Regions from separate parts of the Urocitellus parryii genome. Here region 2 is linked to region 1. A link is a contact called in public Hi-C data. All regions are on one chromosome and are shown on one strand. Each heading gives the region's core, a stretch centred on a gene start, on an enhancer-like site or on the middle of the called end of the contact. The rest is flanking DNA. Distances are from core to core; before and after follow the strand shown.

Region 1 (2,808 bases), core at 155-2,654:
CAAACATGGCAAACAGATAAGAATTTAAATTCAAATTCGAATTTTGAGGATTCTCAAAGTCCACTATTCCTGTCTTCCTATCAAATAACATAAGTTAAAAAGATCACATAAATTAAAAAACATCAAGGTGATTTTTTTTTCTTGACATCAAGACTCAGTCAGAATTTAAATAAATGATTGTTTCAAAACCAGAGACAAACTAGACTACTGTGGACCTACTGCGGAAGTTGGCTTAAATGATTCAATAGTTAAATTCTAAACCTGAACCAGAAGCTAACCATACTAACAGTGAACAATTCAGCAAGTGTCATGACTTTAGGATGACACTGAGGGAATGAATTTGGCTTTATTTCTGGAACAGTCATAGTACTATTTTTTTTTTTTGATAGTGCTAGATTCCATGCAGGATTGACATCTTTTTCAATCATGAGAAGGTGTGACTTATCTAAGAAAGAGGGAAAGAATACTGGTTCCAAAATCGGGTCATTGAATAATAACCAAACAAGGTGGTCCTTTGGTGCAGTGAGCAGGGACATGGATTGGACCACTTCCCCCTAAATAAGACAAATGAGACAATGGCAATATTGTAACAGATTCCAGATAGCCAGAAATTTGGGGTAGCCAGCCTCTTTTGAATGCCAGTTCTGCAATTTGTATTTCCTGATTTTGACGTACTGCATAAGGAAAATGCAAAAATACATTTTTACAAAGATCTCCTGCCCCAAAATAAGGTCACATCAGGTCTTCTGGTAGGCTGCCTGGGGAATACAAAGACGTCTAAAGCACTGTCCAGGCTCTTGCAATTAGGATAGGATGACAAGCACGGAAACACGTGTCCAGTTGACGTCATGGAACGGAAAGGGGTGGCCCCCCCTTGCTGCGTCACATCAACGTCATACAGCACACGAGGGAAGTCACACTGGGGAAGCAATTTCTCCAAGGGGCAAAATCAGGAAAAACAAATCGTTTCAGACTCAAAGAATGACCACCCAACTCCAAGAACATTTAAAAGGGGACGCTCCCCCTTCTCCCAAATTGTATGATCCCCTCATCAAGAGGAAAGAGGGATCACCCTGAGGGTTCATTAGGGACCAAGGGGTGGACCAGAAAGGGAGACAGGTAACTCTGAGGTTTGGGGGACTCGTTCTTGAGTGGACTAGCGTGATGGGGGTGAGCAGGGCATCTTTGAAACAGGGGGCCTTCTCTATAGGAAGAGTAGGCAAGCCCTCTGGCCATCGATCTCTGCGCCACCTGTGCGACTCGGGATCCAACCTCCCCTCACCAGCCCCAGTCCTGGTACCTGGAACTTAGTCCGATCGGTAACCGGCGACTACGTGGGGTACAGGTTACCCGAGCGCGCCCCCGACCGACGCACCGACCTGAACGCGCACCGCGGGCCGGATGCGTGCGCGCTCCCGGACGCCCCGCCCCGCCCCCTTCGGGAGTGTGGCGGCGTGCGCGCCCCCGTGCCGCTCCCGCCTGGCGCTCGGAAAGGCGTCCCCGCAGTGCCTGAAAGCTCTGGGTCAGCGCCTGCCTCGCGCGTGGCGAGGAGCCTGGCACTCGTAGTATCAGGAGGGTCCTGGAACATGAGGCGGTGCGGGAGACAATTCCTGAAAGAACTGGGGGCCGTTGTCGGGCGGGGTTGTTCGGGCATTCGGGTGGGCGACCCGCGTAGGCGTGTGAAAGGCCCGCTTCGATAAGAGGGTAGGAGCGGCATCTCTGGTTAAAGGGTCGGGCAAAGTGCAAAGGGTACAGTCCAAGTTGGACAGCACCTCATCTAGCCATGGCGGCGTCTGGGGAGCCCCGGAGGCAGTGTCAGGAGGAGGTGGCGGCGGTGGTAGTAGTGGGCTCCTGCGTGACCGACCTGGTCAGGTTAGTCTGTCGTCGGCAAGCGACTTTCGGGAGGGGGTGGACGGTGCTCAGCGCCTAGCGCTGGGACTTTGGGGACCGACAGGGTCGCCCTGGATGTGAGCTACAGGTTTCCCCAACCCGCAGCCCGCCTTTCTTATTTGGAAAAGGGAGAATTCGGGTTTGTAAAGATACATGGCAGGAGAGGGATGAGGAGGGCAGGGTTTAGTGAAGGCTCCAGTATAATCAGAAGCGCCTCCAGACCTATGCCTGTCTCCTTGGCCAGGCTGCTGCGCCTTCCCCGTGACCTGCCAGGTGACTGCCACGTCATCCTACCTCCTAGAATAGGCCTACCTCACAGGGTTGTTGTGAGGACTAAATTAAGTATTTTGTCAGCCGAAACACTATCTGAATTGGGTATTCTTCGTCTGAGCTTGTTATGTAAAATAATGAGTTAAGCAGGGGTCAAAAAGACACCGTTCACTGTATTGATTATTGGCATTCCTGCCGTATTTTACGGTTACAGCTTGCTTTTCAGTATTGTTGTAATCACGGATTACCTTATGGTAACCAAAGTGTGAGTCAAAACAAAAATCCATAAACAATCTTTACAACCACTAAAAATTTATAATCAAACAGGAGCCGAAAACGTGCTAAATGAAGATAGACGAATTAGGTCCATGACTTTGGAGAACAGATCCTTCTGATTTATCATCTTTTTTAATGAAAATTGATTTTCTAACTACAAAATTAATTGTATGAAAAAAATCAAATATTTTAAGGAAATCCTACTTCTCAGATTGTTTCAGTTTAATATGTGGGTGAACAGTGTTTTATTATAATGAGGGTTTATGTCATTAAAAAAATTATTAGGCATACTGCAGTAAGACCTCATCTGTCCCTAAATCTTGTTTTGCCAAAGGATGACAGTAAAAATAAGTCACCAAATCCATGCTTGTG
Region 2 (2,701 bases), core at 78-2,577, 440 kb before region 1:
GAGAACAGAAGTGAGGAAGAGGGCTTTCCCGCAGGATCAGGGACTTGGCTGTTGGGAGGGGTTCGTGGGTGCAAAGATTTCCTTGTCCGTACACCACCAAAAGAGGGGAAGGGGGGGGTGGTGGAAGGAGGTAGCAGTCTCCGGGGAGACCTGCAATTACAGGAGCTTTTCTGAATAAGAGGCAGTGAGAAGGGAAGGATCTGTTGACTATTAGAGCCCATTCCCTGCTCCAGTTTAAAAAATAAAAGTGGTGGGGTGGGTGGGGCAGACAGGACAAAAATCCACAACTTACAACTGTGCCCCGTAGGTATTTTCTCACCAAGCGAAGAATGCAAGGGAGAGAGAGAGAGAGAAGAAGAGAAGCGCGGGGGTCCTCCCGCGCCGCCAGGTGCACCCGGGGCCCACACCTACCTGCTGGCCGCCGCCACCGCTGGAGTAGGACTCGGCGTGCGCAGGAGAGCCGCTGCTGCCCCGGGACGAGGTGTCAAAGTTCCCGGGATAATCCTGGTACATGATCCGCGGTGGGGGCCGGAGAGGAAACAGGGTGTTTTTCTTCCCCGCCCTCGCCGCGGCCGCGCACAGGCTGCTGCGTGCTCGCTGGTCCGCCGGCCGCGCCGCGGGCTCTAATCTTCGCTCCCTGCCTTTCCCCCACGGCGGCCGGCGCGGACCAGGAGGCGGTGACACCCGGGAAGTGTCCCCGCGCGCCTAGCACGGCACTTCTTTCCTGCTCCGGGAGCGCCTCGGGACCAGTTGTCCACCCGGTCCCTCCCTCTAAAAAGTCGGCGCGTCCCTCGGTCCCTCCCCTGCGCGCGCCCTCCCGCCCCCGCGCTCTACCGGAGCTCAGCCTGGACCCGCGGCCCAAAGAAAAATTGGAAATTAAAGAACAGGAACCGGCTGAGCCTCGCCTGTCAGTTCCGGGGACCCCCGAAATCAGACAGGGCAAAAAAGGCGAAAAGAAAGGCAGCTCGCTTGGAGAAACTTCTGTTTCCTCCTTTTAGAAAATGAGCCCGAGAATAAACTTCCTGTGGCCGACTCGCTGCCTGAGTTTCTGAGCGGCTCGGACACTTGACTGGGAGAAAGCAGCGTGCGCCCGTCCCGCTCCGGAGCGCGCCCGCTGAACTGCGGCCGGTGGGGTTCCAGCTGAGCCGGCGCTGAGGGGGACGTGGTCCCGCTCCGGCGCCTCGACCTGCACCCCTTGCCCGGCGCCCGCTCCCGGACCGGCCGGCCTCGCGCGTCCGCGCCTCGCCCTCTCTCTCTCTCTCCCTCTCTGTCCCTGCCGAGCGCTGCTCGCTCCCCGGTTCGCTTGGAGCCCCTGCGCTCGGCCCGAGATGAGTCACTACAATGGCACGAGTTCAACTCCACACTCTTTATTCTCCAGCTCCGTACCATGTGGATTCACTCACGTCAACCTCGACTCCACCTTGCAGGGAGGAGCGCGCGAGGAGGCGGGGGGAGGAGGCCCAGGAGGAGGAGGAGGAAGAGGCGCGGGAGGGGAGGAGGCGGGCGCAGCGCTCCCCTCACTGGCCCGGCTCTCCGCAGCGCTGACGCCTGCCGAACACCCCGCGCGAGGAAGGAAGGCAGTGGCCAGGGTGGGAGCAGGCAGCCCACAGGGTTTGGGGGAGCCGAGGCAGCCCTGGCCCTTCCCCACCCCCGCCCACCCCCCCGAGCCCAGCGCCCTTGGTCTGTTCCATTGGCGCACGTTGCCAAAGATGGTCATTTGCGTTAGAGGACGCGAGTGCGGGTTTCCTCGCTTTCGGGTGACGTGGAGGGAGAGGGATTCCCTCGCCTGCTCTCTTGCGCACCACGGCCTCCCCCGCCCCGGGAAGGGGCTTGGGGCGGGGCCCCGACAGAGGCCGCGAGGGCCTCAGCTCTAGGTTTTAGAAAACAATCACAGTCCTCGAGACCAGACGGGCGGCTCAGTGCGGCGCCACCGCGAGGCCGGGAACCTAGCTCGCAGAGCCGCTTGCAGGGAGGGCGCGGCCGCGCGCGGTCGTCCGCGCCCTCCGTGGCGCCGCTGGGTGCAGCGGGAACCCTGGGCGCGCGGGGTATCCGCGCCGCCCTGCGGCCGGGTCTTCGCCGGGCGCGGCGCGGCGCCGCCAGGCGGGGTGGCCTGCCTATCTTTCCCTGTGTGTTGGGCGGCCCACTGCTTCCCTTTTTTTGTGTTTTTGTGTTTTGTTTTGTTTTTTCGGTCCTACAATTAATTTGTTAGGAGTAGCCTTGAAGACGAAATTAGTCAAGACATTCCAGCGATCCTCTGCGCCAGGCAATCAGGACGTAACCAATAGGAGTCATCGGGCCTTATAAGCAAACTCCAGACTGTTAAGAATTAAACAGAAGAACACCAGGGAGAGGGGGAGGCCAGCGAGAGGGTGTGCCCCCAGTTGTCTTCAGCTGTTTGGGAGTGAAGTTCAAGGCGCGCGTAGCCAGACTCCTAGGCCTTCCCGCCTCGCTGGGCGGGGCGGGGTGCAGGGTAAAGAGCACAGGGCTTGGAGTACGAACGCCAGGCTCTGCAATTTACGAGCTGTGAGATCTTGGGCGAGTCCCTCAACCTCTCTGGGTCTCAGTTTCCTCCTGTATAATGAAGGGTTTAGGACAGATGACCTTCTAAGGCCCTTGTCTGCTCCGGAGCACCAATCCTACGGAGATGATGTGGTGCGGCCAGAAGCGCAGTACCTGGACTTCTGGTCCAGGGTCTGCCTTA

The links. A called contact is a pair of places that touch in the nucleus more often than the background predicts.
Region 2: a Hi-C map of liver shows a contact between it and region 1, with 5 times the contacts expected there. The contact joins the promoter of Fosl2 here to the promoter of Babam2 in region 1. A contact is called at or near these places in 2 of 2 Hi-C or Micro-C datasets (liver and muscle).

Annotation. Positions count from the first base shown.
Region 1 is chr12:52,421,324-52,424,131 of mUroPar1.hap1, reverse strand. It overlaps Babam2 (BRISC and BRCA1 A complex member 2), which reads right to left and starts at 1,404. Exons shown (of 12, transcript XM_026391012.2): 1 at 1,301-1,404. It overlaps Rbks (ribokinase), which reads left to right and starts at 1,054. Exons shown (of 8, transcript XM_077791694.1): 1 at 1,054-1,119.
Region 2 is chr12:52,866,015-52,868,715 of mUroPar1.hap1, reverse strand. It overlaps Fosl2 (FOS like 2, AP-1 transcription factor subunit), which reads right to left and starts at 1,327. Exons shown (of 4, transcript XM_026383868.2): 1 at 412-1,327. The coding sequence starts at 513.